Linked DNA regions of Mus musculus: regions 2 and 3 are each linked to region 1. Evidence: chromatin contacts called from public HiChIP or PLAC-seq and Micro-C data. All regions are on one chromosome and are shown on one strand. The core of a region is the stretch at or near the end of the contact, and the rest is flanking DNA. Distances in the headings are between cores, read along the strand shown. Region 1 holds the start of Kif17 (kinesin family member 17). Region 2 holds the start of Alpl (alkaline phosphatase, liver/bone/kidney). Region 3 overlaps Ece1 (endothelin converting enzyme 1).

Region 1 (4,406 bases), core at 1,407-3,906:
GGGTCGGACAAGGCAGGAGGGGATGGGAGTCAGTCAAGGGTGGGTGTGGAGAAGAAAGCCCAAGGACAGTTGAAAAGCTTAGTCAGGGACAGGAGATGAGGAACAGAGAGGGACAGAAGAGGACAGGGAAAGGCAGAATGTGACATTTGAAGTGCAGGGACAGCACTGGATAGGGTCCTGGACAGAAGGCCCAAGCTACCGACCAGAAAACCTTGGGAAACACCAGAGCGAGCAGGCCTGTGAGTTATCCAGCCATTGGTCTCAATGCTACATCTGCTCCTGGCTCAAGCAGCCAGAGCTGTGATCTGTATGCACTTCCCACACGTCCCTCTCATGTCCTCCTCAGGCCTCAGTCAGCTCTCTGACAAGAATGACTCCAGTTCTTTCAGTGAAGACCAAACGCTGCACGCTACATGCTACACACTACATGCTACATGCCCGCCTCTCCCCTATAGCCTTGCACCTTCCTGCCTGGCCTCCTCCTGCTGGGCTCATTTTACACTTGATCCCCTCTGTTCTCCCTTCCATCCCTTCCAAGGTTTGCCGGCCTCCCCATGCTGTCCCTCCCCCACTTGCCACCAAAGATTGCTAACTTAGCATAGCTGAACTCAACTCTGACCTTGAGCTTAGTGAGGGCAAGTCATATCTCCTTCACATCCCCTCCTGTGCTGAGTCTGGGGCTCAGAGTGGAGATGCTAATGTTTCGTCTCACAGAGGGGTGAATGGATTAATGAATGGATGGATGTCAAATCTGTAGTCTGGGGAGTGTCCAGAGATAGGTCTGCACAGTGGGACTCGGAAGTGGAAGAGAGATCCAAGAGGTCTGTCACTGTGCCCTTAGTGTCTTCCTCTCTGGGTAGGCCTTGTCCAGACACTGCATAATCCACAAGAAGAGAACAGAGGCCTCACCCTGAGCAAGGCTGACAGCCCTAGACAGAAGCAAGGCTGAGGAGGAACACACGTTCAAATAGTCAAGGTGTCATCTCTAGATAGAGGGAGGCGAGTGCTCTGCAGGGTCCCTGGGACAGAAGTAGGACTGAAAGCTCCCAGGAGGCCTGAGTGCGTGGGACACTCTGGAGACCAAGAAACAAAAATGGAACAGGCTGCTTCCAGGGCACGAGCTACAGCCACTTAAGACATGCAAGCAAGGGCGAGGCCTTTACTCGATGGAGATTCAAACACCCGAGAAGCAAGAGGGACTGAATCAGATGAAATCTCTGATTCCTTCTAGCCTAAAAATCAGGTCAACAGGATGATAGCGGAGCTACCCTCAGAGCCTTGGACTGCTCCCTTGGGGCAGCTGTTCCTTGCCTTCTGAGTATTCAGAGGGCACCACCTCTGGTCAAGTGCTCTGTGGTCTACATTATCAGTCAGAAAGCCTTTGGAGTGGGGTCAGAGTTCAGCAAAGCAGAGATGCATGCTTGACCCTAAGTTCTAAGGATGCGTCTCTATTCCTGGCTCAGCACCACACAGGCTGGAGGCTTTGAAACACATCTCAATAGGCAGGAGAGGCAGAAGAGATGAAAGAGCCTGCCAGTCAAAATAGAAAGCATCCGTGTTAAATATTTTGGGATTTCTTTGCATAAGGGTTTCTCCAAACCTCAGATACTGGAGCACATGGAAGCACCACACTGTTTCTTTCTTGGAAAGACAAGTGTTTTCTCTACTACTCAAACGAGAAGAGTTCAAACATGAGGATTTTGCTTGTGGGGTTGAAATGGGGGCAAGTGTGAACAGAGGAGAGAAGACTCCTGGGACGCTTAGGAGGGAAGGAGGCTGAGGAAAATGGCTGGAGCTTTCAGGATCCTACAGGTCTGGAATGAGGACAGAGGACCAGGAGTCTAGAGTCTTTGGTAATGGGGCTGCAAGCGATGCGGGTTAGGACAAGCAGGGACGCTGAGCAGTCCTGGGTCTGAAGTTCTGCAGAAAAAGCTGCAAAGGACGGGCATGTACCAGCTGGGGTGCTGGGTTCAGCTGGGAGGTTGCCACCACACTGGGGGCAGGTCCCCGGTGGATACAGTCAGGACAAGCCTTCAGACTAACCTGCCGCTATCTACCTGTGCCCGGAGCCTTCTCGCTTGGCTTTTGGGGTAGGGGCTGGGTTAACCCACCTATCCTGTCTCCACTTTCCGGGAGCCCCGAGCCTGGCCCTTCAGTCTCGGGACGCCCTCACCTCCACCAGCGGGTAGGCGATCTCGTTGTAGATCTGCTCGGTGAAGTGTTCTATGTAGTAGGCGCCATCGAAGGTGAACTGCTTTGGGGGTTCGTCCGCCGCTCCCGGGTTCTGAATGAAGCATTGGCCGCGCGCACTGTCCACCGTCACCACCGACTGGCAGCTCAGCTCGCGCTCGCGCTTGTTCATGGGTCGGCAGCGCACGACCACTTTCACTGACTCCGAGGCCATGGCTGCCCGGGGGCGTGGCCCGGTCCAGGGGGTGGAGCCAGAGCCCGCGCGGGGCGGGGCCTGGCGGCGGGGGCGGGGCCGCACCAGGGGGCCGGGACTCCCCGCGGGGCGCACTGGGTGTGGCAGGGGCTCGGCGGACAAGTGTGCGGGCTGGAACCCGGGCCGCCGCCTCCCGCGCCCGGGCTCGCCCGTCCCTGAGGCCGGGCCCGGGCGGGGAACGGGGGATCCGCGCTGCAGGCGCCGCCGCACGACCCGAGCCCCGGAGCTGGCCGGGTCACGCTCGCGCTCGTGCACGCCGTCTCGGCGTTCGCCGTTGCTGGGCAACCTCCGTGACGTCACAGGACGGAATGGCGAGTGCGAGGGAGAGCCCGGGTGCAGGGGATGCACCAGGCCGTAGGAACTACCCTATCCCATCCTCTGCTCTGTCTCACAGGCATCGCAGCTCCAGCCCAGTGAGGTTCAGCAACCCCGCAGAGGTAGGCAGGGTAAGACTTGGAGCCCACATCTGACTCCACTTCCCTTAGGGGTTACAGACTGAGAGGGACAGTCTGAGAGTGACAAGGACTTCACTGCCCCCTATCCACAGCCCTAAGAATTCATATTTTTAAAAGACGGGAAAACTGGGCCAGCAAGATAGCTCAGACAGTGAAAGGTGCTTGCTGCCATGCCTACATGGTCCCAGTCAATGCCCGGGACCCCACAAGGTGGAAGGACTCTTGTAAGCAGGTTCACACGCATAAATAAATATATTTGAAAAAAAAATTAAAAAGACAAAAAAAATTTAGGAGTTAATCTTTCTGTTGGAAAGGCCACACAGACTAACCTCCTGACCCAGTCTGTGCCACCAACCACCAAATTGCAGTGCTCCCATGAGTTCCTAGGCACAGAAACACCATCAGTCATTTGACAGGCTCTGGGAAGACAGCCTCTTGCAGTCTAGTAGGGGAAACTAACATTCGCATCTTCTCATACACACACACACACACACACACACACACACACACACACACACACATGCACCAAAGAATGACTACAAATGAGCCATTTCTGTGGGTCACCTTTAAAAGGATCCTCTGTTGGCTGGGGGGGCGACAGGAAAAGTATCTTGGATATAACTGGAGCTGAAGTTTGGTTTAGGCAGATGTGGGCTGTACAAAGCACCTACTACACTTTGCTGAGACGGTAAACAGATCAGAGTCTGAATTTTAATAAATTACATGTGTGTGCTCACGCGTGTGTGTGCATTTGTATGGATGCATGGATGTGCACCCAGTGTGGCGGTCAGAGGACAACTTACAGGATATGGGTCTCTCCTTCCACCACGTGGGACCAAGGGAACAAACTCAGTTTAGCAGGTTTGACAAAATGCACTGAGCCAGCTCACAGACCCATCTACTTTTTTCTCAAAGGCCCTCCCACGAAACCTCATCTCCTAATCCCTTCAGACCTCTCTGGACCCTGGTGGCCAGGACCTCGGTCCTATGCCAGCTGCAGTCATGTTTGACAGACAAAAGCAAAACAGGAAAACGACTTCTGCAGTCGACTGAAGAATGGGGTTTATTTGTCTCAAAGTGCACACAAGAGAGCCGTGGTGGTGGTCTGCATAGACACAGAGCCATGGCTTGTAAGTAAGACACTGTCTGAACACATGGGCTCCAGACTGCGTCATTTGTACCATGCGATCAATAAATGCTTTGGAAGAAAAATGTCAAAGGGCATGGGGGAAGGCTGGTGGTCCCTTGGATGTGCGGAGGTTCTCCTGGTATTGTACACATTGGAGATTCACACTACGAACATACCCTCTTGGAGGTGAGCCCTGGCCTAGAGTCTGGGCCAAAGTAGCTACCAAATTTCCTTGGGTGTAACTCTGCGGTTGGACACGGGATGGATATGCTAATCTCTCTGCTCCCATGGCAACCAGGCCCTACTCAGGAGTAGGCATGCAAGTGGCCATGGCATGGAAGGGAGGTGAACTCTTGTGAAAGAGTTCCACAGGCGCCTT
Region 2 (4,406 bases), core at 1,154-3,653, 470 kb after region 1:
CTTTTTTTTAGATATGGTCTCTCTCTGCAGTTGTTTGGTCTTGGATTTGTGATCCTCCTGCCTCAACCCTCTGAATATTAGGATTACAGGTGTGTGAGTCAACCCAGCTGTGACTATGAAACTTGGGCCTTACTTCAAGCAGGGAGCTCATGGCATGAAGTCAATATGGACAAAGAGAAAGAACGAACAGCTCTCAGGCACGGGAGCTTGGAGGTCAGGTGGTGCCATTTCCTATTTCTCGGAATCGTACCCTGGAGAAAAGACGGCGAGAGTTCTATGTAAGGGGCTGCTTCCACCGGCTGAGCAGGCCTGGCCCTGCAGAATCTGGGCTCCATTTACAAATGTTCTGGACCAAACAGCTTAACCAGAGGTACCTTGTCAGCCTACCAACCAGCCAGGACAGAGCTAGGGCAGGGGGTGGGGTGGGGTGGGGGCGGGTTTGGGCTCCTGATGTGAAGGCCTGACCCCCCTCCTTGCATCAAAAGTGGTACCCAGAGATCAGGGAAGCAAGGGATGCTGGGAGACACCATCTCAGGTGATTGCTTCCTTCTGTGCTGAATCTGGGACCCAGGGTCTCCTGCACATAGGCAAATGCTGTACCACTGAGCTGAATTCTTCAACTGAATTCTAGAGGGTCAGAGACCAACAACAGGGAAAGTGTAGCGAAGAAGGTGGCAGAAGGAGATCAGCAGCCACTCCGATCCCTTGGAGAGTGCTTTCGATTCTCCATGAAGACACAATGGACTCAGGCTAGCCATAAGTCAAGCCAGAATTGCTCATTCTCCATGTGTGGTGTTGGGGGCAGAGGAGAGGGGCTCCGTGGTAAGAGACAGGACCCTTCAGCCTTCAGCGCCTGCTGCTTCAGCTTCTCAGCTCTGCCAATGTTGGGAAGGGGGATCATTTATGATGCGGATGTCCCTCGGCACACAGATACAATCTCCAGCCTTTTGTCATCTTGAGCCCTTTGGCGCTAGCTAGCAAGTAATTGCCAAGTGCTGTGTTCTGAGCTCACTGCTGTCTTAACTCTCAGCTCCTTACAGACGAGGACTGCCGGGAAATGACCAAAGTTTCATTTATTCACCGCCCCAATGGCTTTTGCCATTATGACCTTGCTATGAAATACATAAATAAGGAGTAATTTACCCAATACTTGGTCTCACTTTGTAAAAACATAAACTTATTTCTCAAGGGAAATTTCCTAGCACCGCTGTAAATAAACAGCATTAATTATTAAAATACAAGAACAAATGAAAACAAACCCAGGCATTCCTGGGTTTTGGCATCAGGCTCCAGTTCCGGCCCTGAACTTACCGATGAGGTCACATGTTGTCTCTGGGCCTTGCTTTTCCTCCTGTAAAATGGGCTCAATAGTAGAGCTCATATAGAAGATGCCTGGACCTAAGACGGAACTTCAGGGTAGAAGTGATCAATCCTAGGTGCCCAGGAAGATGGAGTTCAGGGAAACCTGATCTTTGCTTTCAAATCTCTGGCTGTTGGGGATTAGAGGTACAGATGGGTTTTGTCAGCTTCAGTAGCGATGATAAGACCCTCCTCTTAGGAGGAAATGAGGAAGTATTCAAATGGTGGTGGCATTCAAACCTACCTCCAGGAGTTCACAGTAGGAAACGAATCAGAGACTTCAAAACCAGACTGGCTTTCAGGGGAAGGGAGGTGGTGGCCCTTGGGGAACTGGATAAGGCCCACTGGCACCCAGCGGTTGCCTTTCCTTGTTTCCTGTGCATGTTCCAAACTCGGTCTCTTATAACTCTCCCAATAACGTGAAGGAAGAAAAACCAGGGGATAGTGTCTGCGGGTTATAGAGCCTTGGCCAGTCCCCCGAAGTCACCAGAGCAGGCCTGTGGGCCTAGACAGTCTGGCTCCACTGCCTGGGAAGTGGTCTGCCCCGGGCAGGTCCTGGGGCTTCTGGCTGGGACAGACAGAATGTCCTGAGTCCCTGTTTCTTCAGATATTAGGGAGGGAGGGCCCTGTCCAAGGGGTCTCCTTCTGCTTCCTACTGACTTAGTTAAGGGCAAAAGAGAAAGTGGATAGGAAAGGGGTAAGGGTGTGAGGCTCAGAGGTGCACATGGTGACGGACAAGGATGTGTAGGCAGAAAGACGCACAGAAAAAAGGAGCCAGGTGGGTTCACAGACGCGCAGGGTCAGGCACAGGAAGACAACCATCGAGGGACAAAGTCTCCTACAGAGAAATCAAACCTAAAGACAAGCCAGCTGCACCCTGAAGCCAGGATGAGCCGCAGGGAAAGAGAGAGGCAAGGCGGGTTACCCTGCCTGTTGCAGCCCTACGGGCCGGGTCGAGCGCCGCGCTCCCGGCAGGGGGCGCCCTGGCAACGCAGAGGCACCCGCCTGGGGCTCGGGGTGCGGGCCGGGGGCGGGGCGGCCGGGGGCGGGGAGGCCGGCGGGTGCTCGGCCAGGCCGCCTTCATAAGCAGGCGGGGGAGGTGGCCGCCAGAGTACGCTCCCGCCACTGCGCTCCTTAGGGCTGCCGCTCGCGAGCCGGAACAGACCCTCCCCACGAGTGCCTGCAGGTAAGGAAAGCATGCTGCGCCCGTGGCTTGCGCGACTCCCACGCGCGCGCTCCGCCGGTCCCGCAGTGACTGTCCCAGCCACGGTGGGGACACGTGGAAGGTCAGGCTCCCTGGGGACCCACGACCTCCCGCTCCGGACTCCGCGCGCATCTCTTGTGGCCTGGCAGGATGATGGACGTGGCGCCCGCTGAGCCGCTACCCAGGACCTCACCCTCGTGCTAAGCACCTGCTCCCGGTGCCCACGCGCCTCCGTAGTCCACAGCTGCGCCCTTCGTGGTCCCTTGGCACTCTGTCCCGTTGGTGTCTAAAGTAGTTGGGGAGCAGCAGGAAGAAGGCACGTGCTGCGATCTTTGGCGGGAGAGATCGGAGACCGCGTGCTAGTGTCTGTCTGAGAGTGGGGGAGCCCAGGAAACGGAAGGAGCCTGTGAACGGTTCCAGGCTGTGTGCAGGTGAGAGTGGGGCTGCTGCCTTGCCCAGCGCGGGTAAGAAAGGGTTAAAGGCACAGTCACAGCGGCAGGACCCAAGACGGAGGAAAAAAACCTCATTCTTACTCCCACATTGTCCATGGTAATCCTTTTCAACGCGTAATGGGCCTGAGGAAGGAAGACTTGCAAAGGACTCTGGGGTATGCCTGTGAATCCTGATTAAAAAGGAAAGCTGGCGCGGCAACTCTGGAGAGATGCTGGCAGTCTGGAGGCTGAGGATCTCTGTGAGTTCGAGGCCACTCTAACACTCTAGGAAGATTAGGTCTCAAAATCATACACACACACACACACACACACACACACACACACACACACACACACACACACACACATACATATAACAGAGGGATTATTCTCAGGCCTGAAAGAACGTTTGGCTCCAAGAAGAATTCAAAGACCCCCCCTCAGGCAGCCTCAGATTCTCAGTCTGGTTGAGAATTAGGGCAACTGTTTATTAAATGCTGGATAAGGACTGCTCTGACACCTGACAGACTACAAATAGGGACAGAGAGTTTTAGACAATGTAGGCAATGACATTAGGCATTGAACCCTGTTGCCCATTCTCCACAGCCCAGGAGATTAAGGAGAGCCCCCCCCCAGTATGCCCTTCACCCTCCAAGCCTCTCTGGTCTCCCCAGTCAGCTCTTTCCTCTCCCACTCCCTGGCCGTCTCCTGTCTCTGCCTCCTTTTCCAATTCCTGAACCGTCTCTGGTTCCCTTAGGGGAGAACACAGCTTCTCAGAAGCCTACTGGTGGAGTGAGACAGGTCTGGGCTGGTTCGCAGCCATGTCAGTGATGGTCCCATCTATATGTTAAGACTACAGTGAATCAAAAGACCCGATAGGCCAGACAGTGAGTGTCTTCGATCCACACATACTTACCAGGCATCAGTTGTGCGCTAAACTCTGATCGAGGTGCTGAGAAGGGAACAGTAAATAACGACCCCTTCCCCCCACCCAACTCATTGAGGCGAACATTGGCATAATAAATTCTTTTCAGGCTTTGAAAATTTGAGTGTCACATGGTAGAATGAAGATGACGTAGTTCCCCCAAAAAAGGGATCAAGATGTCACACTGTTGTCACAGTGAGCAGCCAGTACATAGTACTAACAAGATGGGGTGAAACTGTGTGATCTGGCCACAGCTCTGCTCTCACGGTGGCTCGGGATTCTCCTTGAGGGCGTACAGGAGCTGGAAGTCTTTGGTCTGTAGACCCTATTGGTGGGGAGCATGCTGTACAGCCTGCAACATGTTTAGCGGGTTCACATACTTTAGAAAGCAGTGGCTGTCCCTAGCTCCAGTCTCAGCAGAGATTGCATCAGTGTGTACAGGGTTATGTCACTGCCTCTGAACCCTGCGATCCTGTCAACCACCTTT
Region 3 (4,406 bases), core at 1,004-3,503, 310 kb after region 1:
GCCTGGTCTACAGAGCGAGTTCTAGAACATCCAGCGCTACACAGAGAAACCTTGTCTTGAAAAACAAAAGCAAAGATGTGGAGACAGGAGGATCAGGAGTGCAAAGTCCTCCTCAGCTGCGTAATGAGTTCAAGGCCAACGTGGGTGACGTGAACTTGCGTTTCAACCCCCCCAACCCCCAGAAAAAAAACACCACCATCACCACCACCACCAACAACAACAAAAAACCCAAAACAGGCAGCGGGCAGGTGACTGGGGAGCAGGATCAGAGATCTGGAGCTTGCTAGCTAGACTAGTGACTCTGGGTTCAAGAAGGAGACCCTGCCTCAACAGAATGGAAGCTAATGGAGGAAGATGCTTCCATCTCCCCCTGTAAGCTCCACACACGCAAATAAGCACACATGTGCAAACAAACAAACAAAGCCAGAAAACCCCCTCTAGGAACAAGCCTCAAACCCAGACCGACAAGCCACACTCACTCTCTGAATGTCCCTGAGAGGCTCTCTAAGCCCAGCCCCCACAGCACAAGCCTCTTGCTCTGCGTCACCCGGTGGGCCTCGCCCACGAAGCGCATCAGAGTTCTTATCCTGCTTCCTTTCCAGAGTGGCTGACAAACCACAGGCATGTGCAAGCAGATACTGCACATTTTCTTGTGGATGGGTGGGGTGAGTTCACAATCTCTGGGAAAACAACTGATGTCATCTGTTACCCATGACAAGAATGTAAGGTTTCAAAATAATCTTGGGGTGGGCTGAGATGGCTCAGTGACTAAGAGCACTGGCTGCCCTTCTAGAGGACCTGGGTTCAGGTCCCAGCTGCCATAGGGCAGCTTACAATGGCCCGTAAATCCAGTCCCAGGGGATCTGATGCTCTCTTCTGGTCACCAGAGGAACTGCATGCGTGTGGTAGACATATATACATAAAATAAATACATGCGTAAAATAGGTAAAAATCCTTTTCTTTCTTTCGTTCTTCCCCCACCCCCCTGAAAAAAGAGTTTCTATCTGTTGCCCTAGGTCTTGGAAGTCCCTCTATAGATCAGGCTGGCCTGGTAACTCAAAGATTCGCCTACCTCTGCCTCCTGAGTGCTGGGATTAAAGGCATAAGCCACAACCACCCAGCTAATTTTTTTTATTATTATTATAAAAGGGATAGTAATATGTACAAGCATTAGACTATGCACAACTATTAAAGTCTTCCTCTTTCCTGCTGGGCATGGTGGAACAGACTTTTAATTCCTGCACTTGGGAGGCCAAGGTGGGCAGATCTCTGTGAGTTTGAAGCCAGCCTGGTCTACATAATGAGTTCCAGGAGAGCCAAGGCTAGGTAGAGAGACCCTGTCCCAAAAAAATCCAAAAGAAAAACCACGACCAACAAAAACCTTCCCACTTCCTAACTGGCTGTCTGTGTGAGGCTGGCTTTTCTATATATACTCTTAAGCAAACTGTTAGAGTGGATGATATAGAGGCAGACATGAGAACCCAGCTGCCTGCTAAACCAGAAATAAAGAAAGCTGAGGAGACTGGGGCTGAGCACAGTTGTAGAGAAAGGCTGATTCCACCCCCAGAGCTGGTCCTGAAAACAGTAAACCTCTGTTTTTATCAATACCTCTGTTTTTATCATCCACTCAATTATCTACCTACCGAGAAAAGATTCATGGGAGCTAGAGAGATGGCTCAGCAGTTAAGAGCACTTTTTTGTTTGTTTTCTTTTCTTTCTTGTTTTTTGTACATTTTTGGTTTGTTTGTTTTTCCAAAACTTTGGAACTCACTCTGTAGACCAGGCTGACCTCAACTCCGATCCGCCTGCCTCTGCCTCCCCAGTGCTGGGATTAGAGGCGTGCACCACCACTGCTGACTGCACTTGTTGCTCTGGCAGAGGACCTGGATTTGGTTCTCATTATCACATGGCAGCTCACAACCATCTGTGTCTCTCGATCCAGAGCATCTGACCCCTCTTCTGACCTCTGTGGGCACCAGGCATGCACACGGTACACAAACAGAAAAGCAGGCAAAATACTCATCTATGTCATGAAAAACATTGTAAAGGTTGCCAGGTAACTGTGGGGCAGAGCCTAGAAGAAATGCCGAGACGAGGAGCCACACACCAAGAGAGGCAGCCAGACCAAGAGGGACTCAGAAGATCGGATGAGATAAATCAGTGAAATCAAATGGACAGAATCCGGCATGCAACCGGCATCCAGTAACTGCTGAATGTCACAAGAACTCCAGAAGGCTGAGGCAGGAGGATAATGAGGTCAGGAGGAAGAAGAAGAGGAGGAAGAAGAGGAAGAGGAACTGATAATGCCAGCTAGCCCTAGAGTGAAGCTGATTCTTGTGGGAAACAAAGCCAAAAGCAGGAAATATAAATTAATCTAAGTAGACAGCTAAGAATTGTATGTTAATTCAAGTCAGCTAAACCGATCTGTAAAACATTCACTTATATAAAACCAATCAATCCATCAATCAACCAATCAATCTTTGGGCTGGAGAGATGGCTCAGTGGGTAAGAACACTGACTGTTCTTCCGAAGGTCCTGAGTTCAAATCCCAGCAACCACGTGGTGGCTCACAACCACCCACAGAGTGAGCAGATGTGTCATAAATTCAATTCCCAACAACCAGATGAAGGCTCACAACCATCTGTACAGCTATAGTGTACTCACATACATATAAATACATACATACATACATACATACATACATACATACATAAATATATAAATCTTTAAAAAAAATTCAGATGAATTGGCAGCCCTGCCTGTGCCCATCTGAAGCCCATCTTTTGCTTAGAGGAAACAGGTGTCTGAATCTCCTGTCCACAAGAGGGCGCCAGAGGCAAAGGGGAGTTGTCATCACCTAGGTTACAAATTCTGCAAAAGATGTTTTGGAGTCAGAAAGTTAATCTGAGGAACACTGAGCTGAGAGGGCGTCTGACTTTTCTGAAGAGATGTTGTTTGTTTGTTTTGTGCTGTTTTTGTTTTGCGACCAGGGCACGGAACCCAGGGCTTCATTCACACCAGGCAAGTTCTCTACCCATGAGTATTATATACATGCTTAGCTAGAGTGAGTCTGTCTGTCTGTCCTATCTATCTATCTATCTATCTATCTATCTATCTATCTATCTATCTATCTATCTATCTATCTATCTATCTATCTATCCATCCATCCATCCATCTATCTATCTATCTTTGTTTGTGTGCGGTGCATGCTTGAGTGTTATTTATTTGTGAGTGTGGCATATGCACATGTGTGCACACGTGTGTGCAGAGGCCAGAGGTCATTGTTGAGTGTCTTCCTCTACTGCTGTCCATCTCAATTTCTTGAGGCAAGATCTCTCATGGTACCTGGAGCTTGCCAGCTTGGCTAGGCCGGCAGGTGGGACAAGCTCCGGGGTCTTGTCTCCTTTGCCTGCACCGACGTGACAGATCACAGTGCCTCCATACTTCTATAGCAAGCACTTTTTTTCTTACTAAATAAAATACTAACACACCCAAAGCTGTGTGCAGCGGCATGTGCTCACTGTGAGGCACTGGGGACGCTGAGGCAGGAGGAGCAGTGGAGCTCAGGAGTTCAAGGCAATCCTGGACAACATGCTAAAACCCCATCCTCAAAGACAGTGGAAGACGGACACTGGGTCTCCCTACTGGTTATTCTGATTTAAGAGGCTCTGGGGTTTGTTTGCACGGTTGGGGATCAAGGCTAGATCTTTGCAGGTAAAAGGCAAGCACTCTACCAACTGGGCCACACCCCGGCACCTAGGTTGTGTCTCTGAAAAAGGCCCTCAGGTGCTCCTGCTGTGGTACAGCTTGGTTCAGCAGTTCGAGTGGCTGGGGCCCATCCGGAATCTTCTTCAAACCCCTATGGAAAAGCCACCACTTTTGTTCATGGGGAATTGAGGACCACATGGGGGCCCTGCCCAATGATCCAAGACCATGTTTTTTCCTTCCCACGGGCAAGAAGGAGAAGCAAGCTCTGACGGCTGCTGAATCAGCAATGCTGCGTGCGACAGGAAGCCGGCTCTGTTCGGCTCCGGGGTGCTGACCACTCTGCTAGCAGGCCAGGTGAGGGGTGATGCTGACCCACCCACCCCCAGCCAGGAACCTTGCTGGCCAGAGAAGCACCTCCATCCCTCGGAGGGTGCTTAGAACACCTGTCTCTGGTTCACAAACGCAAGCAATGAAGCCAAGTGCCCCCCCCAACCTCAGGTCACCCTGGGTCTCCCGGTGTGCAAGGAGCCCACACCTTGGGGAACTCACTGATCTCTGTTGGGAGCTTTTCTGAGCTGGTCAGCTGTGACCCTCCATGAGAAGTTGAAAAAGCGCATGGCGTTCTCAAAGTAGAGATCAGGAACTGCTGTGTACTGAGGAAATAAAGCAGAGACTCCTGTAAGAGAACGGTTAGGCTG

What was found. A called contact is a pair of places that touch in the nucleus more often than the background predicts. HiChIP or PLAC-seq counts read pairs in DNA pulled down with a chosen protein or histone mark.
Region 2: a Micro-C map of embryonic stem cells shows a contact between it and region 1, with 2.6 times the contacts expected there. The contact joins the promoter of Alpl here to the promoter of Kif17 in region 1. A contact is called at or near these places in 2 of 39 promoter capture datasets (both in liver), 1 of 484 Hi-C or Micro-C datasets (embryonic stem cells) and 2 of 115 datasets of contacts at active chromatin or transcription factors (embryonic forebrain and embryonic stem cells).
Region 3: a contact with region 1 is called in an H3K4me3 HiChIP or PLAC-seq map of bone marrow-derived macrophages, with 3 times the contacts expected there. The contact joins the enhancer-like site here to the promoter of Kif17 in region 1. A contact is called at or near these places in 1 of 39 promoter capture datasets (hippocampal neurons), 1 of 15 datasets of contacts at CTCF or cohesin (embryonic stem cells), 22 of 484 Hi-C or Micro-C datasets (B cells, the G1E-ER4 cell line, Th2 cells and 9 more), 10 of 115 datasets of contacts at active chromatin or transcription factors (bone marrow-derived macrophages, embryonic basal ganglia, embryonic forebrain and 5 more) and 2 of 9 other capture datasets (embryonic stem cells and liver).

Annotation. Positions count from the first base shown.
Region 1 is chr4:138,260,501-138,264,906 of GRCm38.p6, reverse strand. It overlaps Kif17 (kinesin family member 17), which reads right to left and starts at 2,656. Exons shown (of 15, transcript NM_010623.4): 1 at 2,174-2,656. The coding sequence starts at 2,404. It overlaps Sh2d5 (SH2 domain containing 5), which reads right to left. Exons shown (of 10, transcript NM_001099631.1): 10 at 3,939-4,406.
Region 2 is chr4:137,794,381-137,798,786 of GRCm38.p6, reverse strand. Alpl (alkaline phosphatase, liver/bone/kidney) reads left to right here and starts at 2,403. Exons shown (of 12, transcript NM_007431.3): 1 at 2,403-2,545.
Region 3 is chr4:137,951,453-137,955,858 of GRCm38.p6, reverse strand. Ece1 (endothelin converting enzyme 1) reads right to left here. Exons shown (of 19, transcript NM_001369179.1): 14 at 4,258-4,361. Among named protein-coding and RNA genes, the nearest start is that of Eif4g3, 40 kb to the left of the region's middle. Within about 2 kb of position 2,253, at least 9 of the 459 cell types and tissues checked have an H3K27ac peak or open chromatin away from gene starts, as enhancers often do. A contact at or near this core is called in bone marrow-derived macrophages and cortical neurons, where this site is marked.